3 separate regions of the Mus musculus genome follow, and regions 2 and 3 are each linked to region 1. A link is a contact called in public promoter capture Hi-C data. All regions are on one chromosome and are shown on one strand. The core of a region is the stretch at or near the end of the contact, and the rest is flanking DNA. Distances in the headings are between cores, read along the strand shown.

The links. Promoter capture Hi-C pulls out the DNA fragments that hold promoters and counts their contacts.
Region 2: a promoter capture Hi-C map of pre-B cells shows a contact between it and region 1, with 2.6 times the contacts expected there. A contact is called at or near these places in 3 of 39 promoter capture datasets (cranial neural crest, liver and pre-B cells).
Region 3: a contact with region 1 is called in a promoter capture Hi-C map of pre-B cells. A contact is called at or near these places in 2 of 39 promoter capture datasets (pre-B cells and second pharyngeal arch cranial neural crest).

The regions. Positions count from the first base shown.
Region 1 is chr19:12,797,150-12,800,158 of GRCm38.p6, reverse strand. It overlaps Lpxn (leupaxin), which reads right to left and starts at 1,580. Exons shown (of 9, transcript NM_134152.4): 1 at 1,480-1,580. The coding sequence starts at 1,492.
Region 2 is chr19:16,779,532-16,782,540 of GRCm38.p6, reverse strand. It overlaps Vps13a (vacuolar protein sorting 13A), which reads left to right and starts at 1,608. Exons shown (of 72, transcript NM_173028.4): 1 at 1,608-1,871. The coding sequence starts at 1,772.
Region 3 is chr19:15,983,591-15,986,599 of GRCm38.p6, reverse strand. Cep78 (centrosomal protein 78) reads left to right here and starts at 1,611. Exons shown (of 15, transcript NM_198019.2): 1 at 1,611-1,987. The coding sequence starts at 1,720. C130060C02Rik (RIKEN cDNA C130060C02 gene) reads right to left here and starts at 1,525. Exons shown (of 3, transcript NR_045355.1): 1 at 1,308-1,525; 2 at 1-93.

The sequences.
Region 1 (3,009 bases), core at 331-2,830:
ATTTTAAGTTTTCCCAATATTAATTGCCCTTTAACTTTTTGAACTAATATTGAATTAAATGTAGAATGTACTTTGATATTGTGATTAAGGCTGTATTTTGGACTTTGATATAGAACCCAATTCTTTTTTATATAATATTGGTTACTTATTCTTTGAGAATTTGATGTGTGTGACCTATAAAATAAAGCAAAACTAAGATCCTACCTGAAAAAAAATGGTAAAACTCGATGAAGAAATGCAAATTTCCTCCAATACCCACACAGGATATGCATTCATCAAATTCTCAAAGAATAAATAATCAATATTATATAGAAAAGAATCTGGATTCTATACCAAAGTCCAAGATACAGCATTAACCACAATATTGAACTACATTTTACTGACAAAACAGTTAAGGATTTATTTAAAACACCCTTTTTTCCCTCAATAATTTCTATTCTCTTCTTTGTTCCTCTGTTTCTCCAGTTCTTAAAACACAACCCCAATAATTATTTTTAATGACAATGTACAAGCTTTGCATCTTATTATTGTTGGAAGTTTTTGCATAGCTACAAACACAATGTGGAATTAATACAGCTTGAAAAGTGGGTAAAAGTAACTTTGTGTAGCGATAACAAAAATAAATAGGTGATACAGATAGATGGATGGATGGATGGATGGATGGATGGATGGATGGATGGAAGGACAGATGGGCAGGCAGGCAGACAGGGAGGTATGTAGATGATAAAAAGTTGCCAAGGTATATGAAATGAGCCCCAAGGAGACAGACTTTACAGCTCCAGGCTTTTTGACCTAGGTTTCTCTGGACACAGTAGCCCAGCGGCACTTCTACTGACGTTTTCATTACCTCAGAGTGAAAGGATGGACTGTTTTTCTTGAGAAGCAATCTGCTCCTTCAAGATTTCTCTAAATAAAAAGCAACAAAACCTACTACAGTGATGGTCTACCTGTAGTCTAACAGTAAACTACAGAGAAATGAAAGCACTCTGGCCCTTTTGCAATCTCTACAGACCCTTTACACTGCTCGGTCATTTCACTGTCCTTGCACTATCCTCCCTTTCTCCTGGTTTCCTTTTCTTTCTTCTCTCCTTCCCTTCCTTCATTTAATGTCTTCTTCCTTTCCCATCCTTTTTTTTTTTTCTTCCAGTATCATATCTCCAAGCTGTAGAGCTGCCCTATGACCTCCAGTAGCTGCCAAGGGAAAAGGCACTTTCAATTACAATTCCTTCTGTTTCTTTGGCTGTCTGGTCTCAACGCTCTGCCAACTGTGCCGCTGCAAACAGCAACCCCATAGCTCCCCCAACAATGATAGTTCCTCCTGCCTCACTCTTGTTTGAATTGAGGACAGAAGTGAAAACAAAAATCTTTCAGTCCTATCCTCAGTTTGACTAGACCACACTTCATCATTACAGATGGGGATGGATGGCAGCCAGGCCCCCACTTCCTTAGAGCATCTTCTCCAAAGGCCCCTTCACTCACCCAGCTCTTCCATTGTCCTATACCTGCGATGCTCTAGTCTCGAAGATTGTGAAGAACTTTGTTGGCATGTGGTGAAGAAGAGGACCACAACGGAACTGAATGAGACAGTGCGAAGCAGCCTCTGTGACCCCTTTTGGTTCCTGTATTTGCTTAGCACTTCCTCACTTTTGATTTGCTGAATACTTTTTCTTTTCTAGTAGCTCAGGGTTTTTTTTTTGTTTTGTTTTGTTTTGTTTTTTGGTTTGTTTTTTTTTTGGGGGGGGGTTTTATATGTTTGTTTGTTGTTTTAATTGTGCTAACAGAAAAAGGCAGGTTGTGCAAGATTGAAGTTTTGATGCTACATTGGCCAAGGTGGCTATAAAAATTGAAAGTTAATTCTTTTTTTAATTTAAACACCTACTGTATTCAAGGGCTTATCTTGAACACACATAGAAATTTTAGGCTTATACTTAAAGAGTTTTCCAAGTTTAAGTTTCCCATTGCCCACTGCAGGCTATTTTCTGTCTCCTTCCTTTTCTTTCCTTCTCTTCCTCCTCCTTTTCCTATAAAACTAGAAGACCATGGAAGTACAGGTCCTTTCTTAAAATTTCTGATTAAATAGCATCAACTTCATTTCACTATTTGTACTTACTTAGTACAGCTGACCTCACTTCCCATACAAACTGTGATTTTTTAAAACAGACGTTTTAATAATTGTGTGTGTGTGTGTGCTCATGTAGGCATTCATAAGTTGTAAGAGTAAGAAAGCGCTCTCCTTGTACCACTGGGGTCCCACAGATGAAATTCATCAGACTTTTCAGCAAAGTGCCTTTATCTGCTAAGCAATCTCACTGGCCCAGATTATAGATTCTTTAAAGTTGAAGAGAAGTGGGTTCACTTTTGAATTCTCTGATCCTGGTTTATCCAGTTATTCAACATTCAAACGTCTACAGAATAAGGAAGAATCAATTGAGAAGATTTAAGATACTGGGTACTAAGCTTCCAGAATCTGAATTACAATTCCTGCTCAGTTCACAATTTCTCCAAAAAGGTGAGAGAGGTAGATTTTTATCTTATTGTGCCTTTGTTCATCTCAAAAGGAAACAAACAAACAACAAACGCATTTAACAGAAAATTGCCTAGAAAAGGCAGTATATAAAGAACTATAAGTATGGCCCTGTGAAGTGGGTTTTGTCCCAGTGTTTACCAAGAGACTAACAGGAATAGGGAGTAATAACTGGCTAGAAGAATAGAATAAAGGGATAGTTTTGTAATGATCATCTTTTAAAAGGAACAAGTCATTCATTTTACTAAAACCTTTTTTAAGAGGCTCGCTTTTTGTATTACTTTAAGCAGCCATTGGATGTCAGTGCTGTTCCAAACGTGCTCATTGCAAACAGCGCTAGAAAATTCATTCCTACTGATACCGTCGGGTTTTAGAACTGAAAAGGACACTAATCCTTTGAAAGCGCAAAACTCGGTAGACTATAAAACATTTGCCTTATCTGTGTGGCAAATGAGCCAGATGCTGGGAGGAAAAGAAGAAAGAAA
Region 2 (3,009 bases), core at 359-2,858, 4.0 Mb before region 1:
ATGAAGCTACAATGGAGAAGCCTTCATCCCTGTTGGGTAAGTACTTCCCACACCCACACTCCCATAACGAAGTCCTCAGATATGCTCTTTAAGGAAGCCCAACAAACTCATTGGTTCTCCAACGTGAACTTTGATGGAATCATATCTGCGTTTGTCCTTGGGGACCATAGGAGAAGCAGTCCAGTGTTTTATATCTTCTCTGGGATCAAATTTTAGAATAGGCTCAAGAGACGACACTGCCTAATAGCATTTGCTTCAGAGGACCTGAACTCCGTTGCCAGCACCCACCCACATGGAGGCTCACAACCTCCTGTAACGCCAATAACCAGAGAGCTATTCCTGAGGGTACCAGGTACGGATGTAGAAAACACTTATACACACACACAAATGAAATTTAAAATTGTGCTAAATAAAAACTCATTAAAAAAAACCAACATGGATGAAGGTTTAGAATCTTGATAGAAAAATCCATGAAAACAGAAGGGGTCCTATTTGGGAAGAAGGAATCAGTCAATAGGACAAGAAAGAGTCATGGGTAATAAACGACCAAAATATACACATTTATCAAGATGTTATAATGAAACCCATTATTTTGTAAAATATATGCTAATATATTCTTTAAAAGCTTAAAAAAGTTTACACTATTTTTGCTCTTTTTTTTTTCTGAAATAAATTTGAGATACTTGATGACTATGCACAAAATACACTCAGTGCCAAATCAGGATGTGCCTTGCGAAGAGAAAGTTGAAAGTGTACTGCTGCCTCTGAAATCCTCAGAGGATTAATGTCGGTTCTGTAAGTTGCACCTCTGTCTTGTGACCTCAGGACTTTGGGACCAATTTTCTCTAAGTCCAAGCGTGGAGCGGAGACACTACTTATTTTAGCTTGGCCACTAAGGCTCAGAGGTGTCTTTCTTGGTTCTTGGCAGGCTCTCTGCTGTCTCCGGACTGACTCAAACGTGCTACTCTTTAACATGACTGGCGGCTTTCACATAAATGATTTGACCGGAAAAAGGTGCCAAGAGCAGTTGCACATTAAGAACTTGGAATTTATCTCCCAACTTTACTCTCCCTCGCCCCTCCTCAGCACAGATTAGTAGCTGAGGAAGTAAGGGAAGGCAACTGAAGGGCCAGTTCGCATCCTTGCCAGGAGAAGGGAGAACGTCAGGAAGTACCCAAGCACCAAGGCTGGCCGAACCTCACAACTGGTAATAATGGGGGAAAAGCGTCCTGGGAAACTGCCTCAGGAAACTTCCCGCAACCTCGCACCAAGCTGTACACTCTCCACTCTTTGGATCCCGCGATCTTAGTTTTCTCTTTCGGAAGCGGCGTTCCTGTCGGTTATCATCACGCCCCGCCTCCTAGAGAAAGTTCGCTGCGGGTAAAAAGGAGAATCATTCCGGGGCGGGGTCTCCAGCGCTCGACTGGTGTTCTGTTGCTAAGCGACGGATAGGAGGCGCGGCCGGCGGGAGAGGCCCGGCGGTCCGCTCGCGGGCAAGGGCGGGCCCGCGGCTGCGCAGCCGCCGTCCTTCACTCTCGCTCCCGGCCGCGCCTCCAGTTCCGCGTCGGTCACGCCCCCACGCGCAGCCCGAGCTGCGCACGCGTGGTGCGAGCGGCTACCTTCCTTCTGTGGGGCTCGCGGTCGGGTTGAGGGGACCCGGCAGCACCCGCACCGTAGCTGGAGCGGGCCGGGAGCCGGTAAGCCGAGCCGTCTCGAGGGAGGAGCAGCCCGGGTAGTGCCGCGGTGCCCTCCGCGGCAGAGAGGAAAAAAAATGGTATTCGAGTCGGTGGTCGTGGAAGTGTTGAACCGGTTCCTGGGAGACTATGTGGTGAACCTGGACGAGTCCCAGCTCTCCCTGGGCATTTGGAAAGGTAACGGGGTCGCCGCTCCAGGGTCGCGGGAGACGGCGGCGCGGTTTCTCGTGGCTTCGGTCCTTGGCCAGCCCGGCGCCGCCACCTGCAGCTGCCCGCCTCGCCCTTCAAGTTATGTAAAGCGGGGCGGCGGTTCCCGGGCGGGCGGGCGGGCGGCGCGAGCCGTGAGGTTGGGGGAGGCGCTGGCTGAAGCCTCGCGTCCCGGTGGGGCCGGGTGCTGGTGACCCTTGGCCTCCGCTGGGCAAGGGAGGCATCCCTGGCAGTTTGGCCCCGGGCTGTCAGGAAGGCTCCGGCGAGCCCACGGGGAGTCGCACGCCGACTTGCACGTGAAGACCAGGCGCCGTCCGCGAAGACACCCTTCGTCCCTTCCCTGCCCCACTTCACCGTGCTTTCTAGGCGAGTTCCGGTCCGGCCACTGAACTTGGACTTGGGTGTTGCTTAGCTGGGACAGGCAAATGACAGGGGGAATAAAAGGAAAGGAAAGCCCCTTTCAGAGTATCTCAGAGTTACTTAGGTTTTCAGGTCGCAGCCTGACCAGGTGGGAATGTGGGTGTTTGTAAGACCTGAGTTTTTTGTTTTTTTAAAGAACGAAAAGAAAATGCAGGAAAACAGACGGTCAAAATGTAATTTGGGCTTTCCGTTTCTCGGACCTGACGAAGACGTGATGAGCACTCCTCTCTGTTGCTTAGATGGGAAGGGCTGCATCTACCCCTTCACTGCAATGATTTACCTAATACAGTGTCTTATTTTTAGTGTTTCCATCTGTATTGCATTAGACTCTTGTTTATTTTAAGTAGCTATTAGCAAGTAGAGGCCTTTTTTGAAATGAACGTTCCAGGCCAAAGTTAGGGTTAATTATTTGTGTAAATAGTGTGTGCATTCTCTGATAATGTACTTACTTAAAACTTTCTAAAAGTTCTCGTTTATCTTGAGCCTTCTCATTTTTGAAATAATGAAAACAAGTAATTTAGTTTTATTAAACAAACAAGCCCTCAATGTAGCTAGGTACCTTCTTCCACGATAACGTGGGCAATTGATCTGTAAGAGCTAGCACAGCCTCTTTGAGATCAGGTACTTGCAAGTTGCTTAGTCTGCGCTGCTTCTCAGTTGCAGAGTGAGGATAACAAAACTCTGTAGC
Region 3 (3,009 bases), core at 362-2,861, 3.2 Mb before region 1:
CTGAATGTAGTGGCTCCTTCCTATAATCCCAGCACTCAGGAAGCTGAAAGAAGATGACGAAGTCCAGAAGAGGCCAGGCTACGTAGCAAGACACTGTATCAAAGTAAAATAAAATAAAATAAAATAAAATAAATAAACAATGCTACAGAAATAAAAAGTACTAGTTATCAGTGTTAGCCACAATCTTCATCATCCATCCAAAAGAAACAAAAGCCAGAATAGAGCCTTCCATTTACGAGAACACTTCGCAGTTACCAATGACAGACTAAAAACAACAAACTTATGTTTTAAAAGAAGTGAATGAGGACACAAAAGACTTAACTGTGGACATTTAGCCTGTCATTCATAATGTCTCTTGAATATAGTATGCCTTATAAACAGAAAATCAAACTCATACCTCAGGAATTTATAAATGTGCTTTAAAGTATTTCAGAGAAATGGCTTAGCACTTAGGTGCACTTAACTGCCCTTCCAGAGGACTGGGTTCCATTCCCAGCACCTATGGTGGGTGGGTCACAAATGTCTCAAATGCCTATAACTTCAGGTCCAAGGCATCTGACGCCCCTTTCTGATATCCCTAAGCACTGTGTACACGTGTCACTCACACACACACACACACACACTGAATAAAAATATAAGCAAATCTTTTACAAATGTAACTGAAATGGTGGCTAGAGACAGCTCTTCTTTCAGAGGCTCTGAGTCTGGTTCCCAGCACCTACACTGACTGGCTCACTACCACCTGTAACACCAGTTCCAGAGGATCTGATGCCTTCTTCTGGTCACTCTGGACACTTGCACACAGATAGCATACAGGCACGTACCCATAAATAAATCCTTAAAAAGAATAAAACAGACTGATGTATTTATTACCCAGAGTTCACTTTGTTTCTGCTCAAAGTAATTCATTTTAATGCATAACTAAATAACATGACATAGGGAATAAAATAGCTCAACTTAACCACTGCTGAGTGAATCCCAAGTTCACTTTCCATAGCTATTATGCTCAATGTTACTAACTCTGTTAAAATCATTAATAATAAAACCGTAATGAAATTATGGTCTCTCTGTGATACAGGAGTCGTCTTCGAGTTTATTTAGAGTACTAACATTGAAAACTAGTAAGAGTTCGAGGCCAACCTAGTCTACAAAGTGAGTTCCAGGACAGCCAGGACTGTTATACAGAGAAACGTTGTCTCAAACAACACATAGAGAGATAGAGAGGGAGAGAAATATCCACCATCAATGGAGGATACTAAGCTAAACTCTAGCTTTGCCTAACCCAAAGAAGAGAGGAAGGAAGCCACCTGGTTTGCATACGTGTTGGGAAATTCTTCTTGTGACTTCTCTCGGTGAGGAAGCATAAACAGTTGAGCGCTTCTAACAGTCTTCTCGAGGCTAAACCCGCTTCTCAGTTCTCAGGTCAAGCCCGGTTCTCAGGTCGTCACTCCATTGCACCTCACTTTTGGTACCCAGAGGCGCGCTCACTGCAGAGCATCTACTCGCCTCCAGCTGATGGCGCGTTGGACGTAGCGAGCCCGGGTGGGCGTGGCCCGCGCTCTGACGCACAGCGAGCGCGCCGACGCATGCGCACGTCGCCCGCGGGAGCTCGCCGGTGACTAGAACGGCGGCGGCGGCTCCCAGAGCGGGCGCTAACCGCCCGAGGCGTGGCGGGAGGCGGCGCGGGGCGGCTGGTGGAGGTCCCCGGGGTTGCCGGTCATGATCGACTCGGTGAAGCTCCGGCGCGACTGCGCGGCCGACTTCTTCTCGCACTACGAGTACCTGTGCGCGCTGCAGGACTCCGTGCCGCTGCCCGCCGTGCGCGCCTGCCTGCGGGACGGCGTGCTGGACTTCAATGCCGACCGGCTGCGCGCGGTGGACTGGGCACCGCTGCTCAGCACGCTCAGGGTGAACCGCGACCTGCCGCTGGTGGCCATCAAGAGCTCCTTCCAGCCGTGGCTCGGGGAAACAGTTCTGCGGTCCGGAGGTGCGAGGGTTTGGTCGGAGAAGTGGGAGCCCGGTGCAGGATCAGCCTGCGAAGCGGCCTCCACCTAGCCACAAAGGAGTTTTTGCCGCCGCCTCCCTTGCAGGTTGCCGCCTCGGTCCGTTGTCTGGAGTAGTCAAGCTAGGGAGTAGAACTCGACACTGCCCCTTATTACAGCGAGGATGACCAACTCTGCACCCCGAGGGGAATATGCGTGATAATTTAGCAAATGGTCCCTGCCCTCTCTTCTTTTAGGGGTTTAAATGTACAATCTCCCTTCATTCGTAATTGCAAGTTTAATACAGAAAAGGAGAAGGTTAAAGATGGAAAGAAAAAAATGTATAACAAAAAAATAATCAGGGACGTCTTTTTTGATTTTTAGAAAAATATTTGAGGGTTTTGCCTTCGCGTGTGTATGTGCACTATGTGTGTGCAGTGCCTGCGGAGTACAGAAAAGGGGGTAAGAGGTCGGAGTCCATATGTGAACCACCATATGGATGCTGGGAACCGAACTCGCATCCTTTGCAAGAGCAGCAAGTATGTCCAACCATTGAGCCATCTCTCCAGCCCAAGGGACTATTATTATTTGTTTCTTTTATTTATTTATTTATTTATTTATTTATTTATTTATTTATTTATTTATTTATTTATTTGAGAGACAGGGTTTCTCTGTGTAGCCCTGGCTATCTTGGAACTCACTCTGTAGACCAGGCTGGCCTTGAACTCAGAGTCTGGCCTGCCTCTGCCTCTCGAGTGCTGGGATTGAAGGCGTGCGCCACCACTGCCCGACTGGAACTATTATTTTTGACGAACCCGTTGTAAAACAGTTGACTCTGGTTATTTGCAGATAACGTATTTACAAGTTCCTTTCATTTGAATTTTTGTAACTCCCAGCCAAGTCTTTGTGGTGCTTCTATGGTCATTCATGAACACCCGCCCAGAAGCCAAAAAAAAAAAATTACCATCCAATATATATGTTCCTTACTGATTTGCATATTTGTGTGTTTGTGTATCTTAGTATTGGC